Regions from separate parts of the Gossypium hirsutum genome. Here region 1 is linked to region 2. Evidence: chromatin contacts called from public Hi-C data. All regions are on one chromosome and are shown on one strand. The core of a region is the stretch at or near the end of the contact, and the rest is flanking DNA. Distances in the headings are between cores, read along the strand shown.

Evidence for each region. A called contact is a pair of places that touch in the nucleus more often than the background predicts.
Region 1: a contact with region 2 is called in a Hi-C map of leaf, with 2.4 times the contacts expected there. The contact joins the promoter of LOC107908448 here to the promoter of LOC107908451 in region 2. A contact is called at or near these places in 6 of 34 Hi-C or Micro-C datasets (callus, hypocotyl and leaf).

What each region holds. Positions count from the first base shown.
Region 1 is chrD02:45,284,755-45,290,991 of Gossypium_hirsutum_v2.1, reverse strand. It overlaps LOC107908448 (zinc-finger homeodomain protein 11), which reads left to right and starts at 2,336. Exons shown (of 1, transcript XM_016835620.2): 1 at 2,336-3,987. The coding sequence starts at 2,945. The coding sequence ends at 3,715.
Region 2 is chrD02:44,532,858-44,539,052 of Gossypium_hirsutum_v2.1, reverse strand. It overlaps LOC107908451 (sphinganine C4-monooxygenase 1), which reads right to left and starts at 1,792. Exons shown (of 2, transcript XM_016835623.2): 1 at 1,048-1,792. The coding sequence starts at 1,269.

The sequences.
Region 1 (6,237 bases), core at 1,087-3,586, 750 kb before region 2:
TTATCAGCTCAAACATTGACAAACTACATCAAGTACATTAACAACTTGGTTTGAATCTAAGTAAGTTACAAAATGTTAATTGAAGTAACAAAACTAAACAAAACAGCAGCACCATCTTCAGCTGCAACATGCATGGCTCGGGTAGCTCCTCTGCCACAATATATTTTACTTAAAATTTAACAATTCCTAATTGAACAAATAAAGTACTCTCACTTTCTTGTACTAACTAACCTAAATAAATTGTCTATACATATGGATAAAAGGCTTGCTCAATTACAATCAATATCAATAACTAGTTCCACTAAAACAGTCATTAAAATATTTCCAATAAAGTGTATATTCGGTAGAAATGTTCTTGCCATCAAATTCTTTGAAAAACAAATCTTGTATTTAAGGGAACTTAGATTGTAATGAAAGATTGAATCCAATCCTTGGCTTAATTTTTTCATGTAAAAAGACTTCACTAATGAGTTGTTAAAAGTCTTCAAAAATCAATAATTAAAGGTTGAAACAGTAAATCATACTTTGAACACTAAATATACATAATTTTATTCAATGTACCTACTAATGTTCAATATGCATAGTACATGACTTTAGTTAGTGTAATCAAATAGTAAATCCATTAATCTTTTATGCGGTAATGAAGGTAAAAAAAATTCAACAATTGAGTATTCCTTAAATTACATTAGGCGTTGCAGCTAACAATTATAATTGGCATAAATTCATACAACACAATCAGTCGAAATTTAAACAGCATTCATCACTATCATATATAGTTGACGTTTTGCAAGTCTAAAAAGCTGACATAAACAGAAAAAAGAAACTTGAATCAAAGCTAGATTCCATTCTAGAAAGCTAGAATTTTCATATAGAAGAATATTACTTTTAATATTTGTACTTAAAACATGCAACAAAGTTTGGGGGGTGGAGTGGCGCGGTGAGTGGAAGACTATTTAGTATTGCAAGTGATAATAACAGAAGTTGAAATTTACAAAATAGTTTCCTAAGAATATTTCTTCTAAAAAGAAGGCTTGGAAGATGAAAAAAAAAGGAAGTTTAGCACGAATAACACATTGTGAGGTGTCTCCTGTCATTCTGAATGCAAAGGGTATAAAGTTGTAATGAAAATGATTAAGGGTTGGAATGGAAGAAATGGTCAAAATGTAGTTTCAATGGTAGAGCATTACTTGAACTTTATTGCGTCAAATTGTGCACAAATGCGCGTGCTTCTTTGATGATGATGACATGATTGTCAGGACATTCCTCAAGTTGTTTTGGACTCTAATTCTTTGCTCTGTTGAGTTTTAGGGTCATAATTTGATTCATATTCATCACTCCACTCTTGTCATGCTGGGATCAAACTTTTTATTTGGTTTGAAATAGTTTAAATTTGATGCCTCCTTATCTATGATTGAATTATTATATGGGTTAGATTTGTTTCTTGGATTCTAATAATGCATGATTGAGGAATAAGGATTAAGATAGAGTCGCAAAGTATAAAGGACAAAATATCACATCTCTAAACCAGTATTTCAATTGCATTCATTAATCATCTTCTATATTTAACCAAAATCCTTAATGCCAAAAACAAAAAGAGATCAATGTATGCAAAGACTAACTTTATTATAGTCGAGTTAGTAGAAGAAAATTAGAACATGACTTGATGGCCTTGCCTTGCCGTATATTATTGCTTTTCAGACACCACGTGGAAGCAGAGAATTATGATTAAGAGGATGATAATGGCCCCTACCTACCCTTATATTTAACATTTAATTTTTTTTTTATAGAAATGCCCGTCCCAACCTTCCCAAAATCCATTTCCAAATCCCTTAATTTTTGTCTGGACATAAAATAGGCTGATTAAAGGCTCTATTTGAATGGTAGGCTTCAATGTATTTATCACCCCCCCCCCCTCCTACATAAACCTATTGATATTCAGTTTGATTTATGAAACCAAAATAATCATAATTTCCTTTTTCAAAGCTGATCCGAATCACCCCTTCTACTAACTATCTTAAACATTAATAAAGTCATGAGAGTCATTGCTTGCGTTGTAAAACAAGGAAGGGAATGGATAACTTTTTTATCAGCCCTTTCTGGAATTCCTCCTTGCATTCAAAACCATTAAAGTATTTCCCATTCAAATGTTATTTTATTCTCTGCAATATAAATAAATAAATATGTTGATGTTTACTTACAAAGAAAGTATAGAGATTGGAATCTTTCAAGTGATATAATAAACAAGTTACCTAGTCAACTGTGAGGTGACAAATGTGAGGCAGACACATGGCAAATCTGACTGCAGTGTGTGTATGCATATTCATCGCTGCCCACGTAGTCTGGTTTTTGTGTAAATGGAAAATCCAAAGCCTTGAATCATATGGAGTGGAGTATTATTTACTGCTCATAACTAACTCTGATCACAAAATCACTTGAGGGAAGAAATTTAAAGATAGGGCAAAGGAAACGTGACTAGTGGTTGAAAAATCTTCCATGACATGCCTTTCTTAATTACCTCCATTTTTATCATTATTAATTTCGTGCTACTGCTATAACAATAACATTGATTGATGATGATAATTATCAAATTAAAACTATACCATCTAAAATCAGTTTTCGTTCATCATCATCATCACCCCTTTGCCATGCACCACATCATCATAATTAAGTTCACAATCCTTAAACCATCAATCTATGTTGTAAATATGTAGACATCCTCAAGGAAAATGGTGTCCTAACCCCACAAAAAGGTCCCCACCCTCTTAATTCACCACGTCAAAGGCTTCACCCCTTTTTATTCTTTTCTTAGCAAACGGAGCTAATCAAACACCAAAACCAACCCACAAGCTGAGTCCTCATCAGAGACACACACCCCACAAGCGCCGAGGTCACTAACTCTTTATTACTCCTCAAGATCTACCACCACCCTCAGCAGGAGGAGGAAATGGTGCTTTCTTACAAAGAGTGCCTCAAAAACCATGCAGCTAGCTTGGGTGGACATGCCCTGGATGGTTGTGGAGAGTTCATGCCTACCCCTTCTGCTACCCCAACTGACCCTGCCTCCTTCAAGTGTGCTGCCTGTGGTTGCCACCGCAACTTCCACCGCCGTGACCCTTATGATGGCCCTGCTTTCATCCACCGCCTCCCACCCCCACCTAATCGTAGCTCAAGTCCAAGCCCGACTCATAGCCCAGGTCCAAGCCGTACCCCACCTTCACCTGTGCCATTCTCTTACTACTCTTCTGCACCGCACATGCTGCTGGCCTTGAGCACTGCCTACTCAGGGCCAATGGATGAGTACCATTATCACCTCAGCAACTCCAATCCTTCGGTGTCAAGGATAAACAACAACAACCCAAGTGGGAGAAAGAGGTCAAGAACAAAGTTCACTAAGGAACAGAAAGAAAAGATGCATGCTTTCGCTGAAAGGCTTGGTTGGAGAATGCCAAAGGGTGAAGAAAAATTGATACAAGAGTTTTGCAATGAAGTTGGGGTTAATAGAGGAGTTCTCAAGGTTTGGATGCACAACAACAAGAACACTTTTAGCAAGAAAGAGATATTATCAGTTGGAAATCTCAATCTTCACGATAGCCATGACAACAACAACAATATTGAAGATAATGGAAATGCTCTTGATTCCAATAGTCACATGCACAACAATGAGGATAGTATTCAGCTTCATATTTCTACTAATAATGGGTCTTCTACATCTTAATTTAGAAAAGAAAAAAAAAAACACTACTGAATTTGAAAGAAAGCAGCAGGCTATAGATGGTGTTTTTGCTTCTCTTTTTCATTTGGGGCTTAACTTTTTTTATTTTTTCATTTTGGAGATTAGTAATCTAATTACTGGTGATGGCAGATGAAAGAAGGAGAGAACAGAGGATATGACTTGTGAGGATAACAATTAAAGAGAATTATTTTGTCATTGTTAATTCTATCTGTTAATTGATATTTAGACGTATTATAACATAAATCTTTGTCTTCTATCTCTGACTTGATTGTTGTCTTTCTCGTCCTTGATATGTTTTCTATTATCTCTTGTTTTTGTTGCTTTTTTTTTTTGGTGACCCTAAAGATTCTTGAGTCTTCTTATAAATAATTTGGCCTAAAAACTACTGTTTTTGTTCTAATTTTAGGTTATGATCAAATAGGACAAACATGCCCTGTTCAATTAGTATTGTTGTCTTTCATTCATTTATGGAGATTTTGAAGCAAAATGTTTACTCCTCCTTTTTACTTTGTATTATTCACAGATAATGGCTCCGCCTCTACTTTAGGGTTCGGTACACCTTGACTGAATTAAACCCCAAATCTTTTTCATTATACTTTTTTTTTATTCCCAGAAAATTTATTAGATTTCTTCATGTCTAATCTGGTCTATTTTTATACGTTATCTCTTCATATATAATCTTGTAAGGCAAACAGGGTTAGGTGAAATAAAATAGTAGTTTGAATGTTGCCAACTTTTCCTTTTTATGCATTTAGTTAACGTAAGTGCCTCATTAAAGCAGCAGACCAAAGTTTCTTGTTTTAATTAGGAGAGCTTTTTGGTACAAAAGAAATTAAAAGGCATCACATGCTTTGTTTGAATAAAATAACTATAAATATGTCATTTTAACCTTTCCTTTTGGAGTTTTTCAACATTGTGCTTGGCAGCCTTAAAAGCTAAAACAAAACATGGATGAGCTCAAAATATGTTATATAGTTGATAAAGAAAGTAATAGTAGTAGTAGTAGATGATGCATGGAGATCTGATGGAGGTGCAAAATCATTATCACCAGCTTTATCTGGACATAGAAACCCCAACTCCCAAAATTTGGTCCAAGTGTTTAGTTGTATGAATATTGTTGGTCCAAATTTTGCTTTCATGCCACTGAATCTGATCATATAATATATATAGATAGATATGTAAACTGATGAATCTCTAGTCAACATGTTTGGTACAAAAGCTTTATCCTCTGAGCATGGAAGACCAACCATTATTTTCTTGTACAGCAAAAACACACACACACTGAAACAATTCTTTTCCTGCTCCTGGACTTTAGCCTGATATACGCAACTGTGGTAAAGTACATAAAAGATTTTCATAAATAAATAACCAAACTTGGTTTTTTTTTTTAATATTTCTTTTGAGTTTGTGTATTTGTATTCTCAATTCGGTTTACATTGTTTGATAGCTAAATTTAAAAACTATGTTTTTTTTTTACAATTTTAATTTTATTAATATAAAATCTAGATAAAAGTTAAAAACAATAATTCGAATATCTTATCATTTTAGCAGATATATATTTCAAATAAATATACTTCTTAAAAGTAAAATTACCTTAACATTTAATTTTTTTATTCACCTTATTAAACACTTCTTTATTTAAAAATTTGTAATAAGCAAAATTTAATAGGAGTTATCAAATAAATTAAATTTTTAAATATTAAAAAAATTAATAATTTATCAAACACACTCTAATACTAAGGTCTTATATAATAAATCATTGAAAGACATAAATCAATTAAAAATTAATATTTTCAATGATTTAACTTTTTTACACATGTTTGATCATCCAAAATAAAAACAAGTTAATAGAATTTTTTTAAAAAAAAATATATGGAAAATGATAAGTAGATAAAAAGATACTTATCACTTAGCGGAAAATATTTTCAATTAATTTATTTTATTTTAATACTATATTATCATATAAAAAAGTTATATGTTTAAAATTTTATTTTTTTAGAATAAGGTGAAATTTCTAAAAATTAAGAATAAAATGTAAAATATATTTTTTATAATTTAAAATCTATATTTATCAAATAATCTATTTATATTTCGTAATTAATTTTAAGTAATATATCAAATAAATATAACTTAAATTTCTTGAAATTTTAATACTTAATTTTTTCATACTTATTTTTTTATCACATATTTTTCAATTTATTAAATAACAGTTAATATAGTATGATAAAATTGATGATAAATTATGAGTAGAGTGCTATATTCACTAGAATATGTCTACTCGCGACACTGCACAAAATCAGTTTACATCTTTAGTTAAACATATTATTTATATTATTAATGTATGATTGATGTAATTATTTCATTTTTAAATTAAAAAAATAGAGTTTATGGCACTAAAAACATTGATAAAAATAAAAGATTAATATACTATTTAGTATATAAGTTTATCTTTGATATGTAATTTGGTAGTCAAATTTTTATTGATTATATTTAGTTTCAGTCAT
Region 2 (6,195 bases), core at 543-3,042:
GTGGTTGTGATCACGGTTAAAAGTAGATTTCTGCCATTAAACTAAAGATCACAAACACAATCCATAACAAGGTATATTTCCATATTTACTCTGCCTAGCTCATATCTAATAAAGCATAAATTCAAAAGACAGATTATTTAGTATATATGCAGAAGAAGAGCTCATAAAATTACAGTATGATTACTCCTGAAATTTCATACTCACAAAAGACAATTGAATCAAATTTGGGAGTGAGTGTTGCATACGGCATATATTTAACACCAATATACTCAAACTTTCTAAGTTTTCCATATATTTGGAGAGGATAGTAGCTATGTATCTATGTCCGAATTTATGTTGAACACAAATGCTTTAGGAAAAATTAAGTGTGAAAGCAACATAGGATCCAATGTAAGAAAGATAGGATGTGGAAGCAGGTCCGATCAATTATCTATAAGTAAATTAACTAATACCCCAGAACAACATTGTGTGCAGACTAACCAAGAACATCCTATGCTACATATAATCTTTCATGGGTGAAAAGAAGTAAAATTGAAACTCAAGGATGATTATACCTTAGATTTTCTTTTTATTGCCATCGATTACACCTTAGATTATTCATTCAAATTTCGTATGTAGAGTGTACAAATATATCAGATACAATAGAATGACGCAAACAATTAGCTCCACACTTTTGCTATCATGTTTGCAGAGTAACCATGGGTAACAATTTGGAACGCTGCAATTGGTCAAATCTTGTGGGCTAACATACTTTCTAAGAAAAACCCAAATTTTTATCAAAGAAAAACAAGAATTTTTAATGAAACCCAACACCAGTAACCATTCGATATCTCCTATAGTCAAATTAAAATACGATCCCTATCATCAAAATTTCAGCTACAATTACAAAAGGTAGCGTAAGAGAAATTCATAAGTAATTGTGTAGGTAACGAAGAAGGCATTTGATTCTAAGCAACTGAAATCCAAAATTTCAGATCCATGGTTCAAGAGAAAATAAATTAATCATAAAAAGTAAGTAACATAAGAGTTGATGTAGGGAGGATTTACCGTGAATAAAAGGATGGCGACAGCAGCCTGAAGAAGTTGCTGGAAAAGAACGCCTTTAACGACAGTTAGTTTGGAGACCAAATTCTTCTCTTCCTCGTCTGATTTAGAATGCAATCTATAATTCTCAAACGACCCCAAACACATATACATTCCTGAATAAATCCAATACACAACAATCGGAACCACAGTTCCCAACAATTCATCGGATACAGCGAAACCCATTTCCTTTTACTTAACTAATATCAAACAAAACCACATGAATTTGTTTCCTTCTTTGAAGAAAAAAACGACGACGTTCAAAGTTTCAGTCTACCGTCTCCGGTGTCGCAGTCGAAATTTAAAGAATTAAAATTAAATGAACATAAATAATAATATCTAAATAATAAAATAAAAAGGGGAAATAATGAAAACAGATGTTACTCAGGGTTGGAAAGATAGCAGAAGATTCGAAAAAGAAAAATAGAAAAGAAGAAAGAAGTGAGGTAAAAGATGGAAACTTTGGGCCAGAATAACAAGGAACTTAATCCGGTGGGTGCGTTCTATTACAAGAAATAAATAAATAAATAGTGGCGTATTTCTTGCATCAATCAATATTTGAACAGTGATTAGTTTTGGATTTTGTTCAAGCCCGTAGTTTTTGGGTTTACTATGGTCGACCAAACGTCAATGGGAAGAAGAAGTCGTATTTTATGACGTGATGGCCGAGGCTTAGGAGAAACCAAAGAGTCCATAACTTTAACATCCTGGGTTGAGGGAATACGAACATGACAAAATAAAGCCATATATCCATTGGACACTTTCAATGGCTCTACAAAGCTTAGGGTTGAATTGAATAAAGTAGAAAATTTTTTAATTAATCGAGTTTATAAATTATATTTTATTATTTTATCAATTTGAATTTTTTTGAATCGAGTCGATTAAAATGAAATTCAAGTCTAGTCTAATCGAGTGAAGTTGTTCGCGTTAAATTAAAAAATTAAATATGTCAAATAAAAATATTGTTACAGTATAACTAATTTCATGTTAGAGCATATAAATTTGAAACCATATATATTTGAAAAAAATTCAAAACAAAATAATAAAAAATAAAATACTTTAGTATGATAAATTTGAATCATTAATTTAGTTCCAAAATTATCATTTTAGAAAATTTTTAAAATTTTAACTTTTTTATATATCTTTTAGAATTTATTATAATTTTTATATTTTTTTTAAAATATAAATTTTAAATTTTTATAAATATTTTGAATTTTAAAAATTATTTTGAGTCTTTAAAAATTATTTTGAGTCTTTAAAAATTATTTTGAATTTTTTTATAATTTTTATTTAGAGAATGACCAATTTACTTATTTTCAAAGTTGACAAGGACTAATAGAGTAATTACACCAATATGTTATTCGAATTATTTGAGATATTTGAATTGTGAAATTCAACTCGACTTGAACTCAAAACTCGACTCGAGTTATTTGAGTTGACTTGAATAATTTGAATAACTCAACTCGATTAACTTAAAATTAGAAATTTTTTTCGATTTTTTAAAATTAAATCGAGCTCACCCCTAACTCATTTCACATTTAAGTGATAAGATTCAAATTTTGTCATCTGCTTCTCCTTTTCTCAATATTAAATGATAAAAAAATATTATTCAGAAGTTAAAAATTAGGTTAAATAATATTTTGGAGCCTAAACTTGATAATTATTTTTACATTGGGATTTGATTTTTTTTTACTTAAGTTAGTTCCTAAACTTGACAATTATTTTAACATTGGAACTTAAACCTTTTTTTTTTGTCAAAGTTAACTCTTAAACTTGACAATTTTTCACACATTCGGCCTAAGTTGTTTTTTTAAACTTAAATCTCTAATATTTTTTTGAAAACTTAAAGTTTAGGCTCCAATGTAAGAACGATTACCAAGTTCAGAGATAAGTTGGACAAAAAAAAAGTCCAAGTCCCAATGTGAGAACAATGGCCTAGTTCAGACCCAAAAATAAGAACAATTACCAAATTTAAGGACTAACTTAAAAAAAATTCAAACCTCATTATAAAAATTGTTGCCAAATTTTAGCCTCAAATAATGATTTAACTATTAAAAATTTAATCATTATGTTCATATATGTATTATTTGTCAATCCATATGATTTAATGTAGACATACATAAACCACTAATATATAAGAGTGAAAAAAAAAACTCATGTGAATAAATTAAAATTTATGTATTCTAAAAATAATAGTAAATATAAGATATTATTTAGTATAATTAATAACTTAAAATAAAATTTAATCATTATACTATTCACAAAATTTTAAAATAGGAAATATAAAAATTATAATTTAATTAAATAATTTATAAAAACATTCATTTTTTAAAAGTATTTAACTAGTATTTTTTTATTTTATTTTATTTATTTATTTTTATTTTCAACTTAGTAAAAATTTGAAGTTTGGTAGTCAAGTGTATTAAGAAAATTGTTACACTGTTTATTACACACATAAATAAAACTCGAAAGAATAAAAGATTGAACATAGGAAGTTGTTTATAAAGTCTGGACATAAACTACATTTGTGAGGCTTTTCCTAGAGAATAATTTTTTTATATAAGTCACATGGTACAAACAATTATTTAAGATCACTCTATCTTAGACCTTGGATAATTACAACCTTCCCCAATTGAATATAGTGAGAACTCTTGTAACACCCTATACTCAACCTGAATTATCGGATCAGTATATTTGATGTTATAAGCTTAAACACTTAGCAAAATTTTTCGACAGACGTGAAACCATCCTAAACTAAACTTCTTATTTCTTTAATTACTGTTAAAAAATCAAAGATTAATTAAAGAGAATGTTTAATCATTACAATAGATTTTCAAAGCAGTATACGGCATTCCAACTTAGAATTTTGTTAAAGGCAGAAATCTTCATGGTGTAGAGTACTAAGTGTCATATTCCTATTGGAAACACTAAGATATATGACCATTTTCAACACCTTTTGAGCACTAATTCATGCAGTTTCTAAGTAATTTTTGTCGAATTTTATACTTTTATTGTAAAATAATTAATTTAAGCTTAGTTTATAAAACATTTTGATTTTAATTATTTTTATAATAATTTAGCATAAATTAGGTTATTTTTGGTAATTTTGCACAAATGGTGAAAAATCAAGTCGAAAGTCACCTTGAAAGAATTAATCAACGAGGAACCATGGGAGTTCAAGATGATGAACTAACAGATATGGAGGACTTAAGTTTAAGTTTTTGGACTTCCTCGAATCAATTGGTTTGATTTAATTTTTATCGAGAAAAACGGGCAGTTTCAAGTAGAGAAAAGGGTCTGAATTGAGCAAGTAAAAAGAGAGGATGGACAAGCCCAAAGAGCACCCAAATCGTTCCATGTTGCTGACCCAATAAGCTTATTTTTGCTGGTTTTAACATTTACAAATGAGCCCTTGAAATTTTTCTAAATGCCATTTAAACCCCTCTCCTTTTCCTGCATTTTATTTTTTTGCCACAAGCTAAAAATAGTAAATTCAAACTCAACCACTCCTTTGACTTGCACGACCGACCATAGGATGAGGGATTGGCTGCTATTTTTAGCCAACTTAAGCTACCAATCTCAAGTATAAATAGCCGTTCACTTCCTCATTTTTCATCCCCCACTTCACACATCATTCTCCCTTTTCTCTCTTTCATTCCTTTTCTTGTTTTCCCATTTTCTTTGTCTTCCTTCCCTTGCTGATTTCCCTCTTAAAAAAGAGATAGTTACGCCCCTTGGAGTAGCAACATTCAAGTGTTCGTGAAGGTCTTGGATCGACAAAATGAGCAGAGAAGAGGAGCGTACTAGTTTGGCTTCGGAGAAGCACCGGGATTTGTTTCCTAGTTCCCTTCTCTTTATTTTTTTCGTTTATGTTGTGATCATGAACATGAATATTTTTTGTATTATTGCTCTTGAATTAATTAAAATGACTTAAATTTCCTTTGTGTTACATTAATTGCATTTTGTCCACTTAGATTGTCAAAAATGTGTTTGTGTTGTTTTTAGGTCTTGGTAAATTGTTCAATTAAATGAAATCATGCTTATGTTATGCTAGCATTTTAATTGTAAGGTAAAAATTGAATTAATTGATACAATATTTAATTGGTGCATGTTTAATCTTCTAAGGTAGTTGAAGGTTAAATTAGCGATGATATTAAACAATATATTAGCCTTGCATAACTTGTAAGATTATTGTGATTAAATTGTTTCAATGTAGAGATATATTGTTACCTCACTTAATCTTATACTTGCCTATAAAAATTTGATGAATTGTTTGAATTGACATAGAGATATGTTCAAGAGATTAATGGGTTTAATAAGTAAGTATGTGCATTAGTTAACAAGGTACCGAGTTGTCATGAATTTATTCGTAACAACACGAACGTAGTTTTAATAATTCTAAGTTAAAGAATAAAATTGATCTAACACATTTATGTCATATTGATTAAACTCGTTTTTAGAAATCGTGCATTGGAATTTTTAATTTTACTTTCTTAGTTAATCATTTAGTTAAATTAGTTTAATTTTTCATCACCAAATTGTTTAATTTTACATTTCATAAATATTTGCTTGTACAGTCTCTGTGGGTACGATAACTCGACATTACTTGTCATTTTATTACTTGTTAACGAGTGTGTACACTTGCACATTTCTGTTGTTCCATCTATGGTGCCCTCTGTATGCATATTATCGCAACACGAACTACCACCTTGGCGCATTCCTAACTGGATCTTTTCTGACATATCAACTGTTACCTCAAAATCTGCATCACAACCAAACACTTATAAGTTCAAATGAACATAGTGAATTTTAACCAATGTTACCTTTGAACATTTATTGTTGATTTCTTCAACTTGGAGATTTTGAATTACTTCTCAGCCTTTGGCAGATAATTTCCTAAACTCTAGGCGCATACCTATATGCCAATCTCTACAGTTGACCTTATATACACCTTTCACCCATTAGGCAGATTGCAGAATTTACCCCTCAACGCAGGTCTTATTTCTCACTCTCCAGAAAGATAGAAGATGGATACATTTCTCAGAGTAATATTCATGCTGAAGTTACTTTTAGCGAATTCTCACACAACCAAACGTTGAATGCTTTACTTCG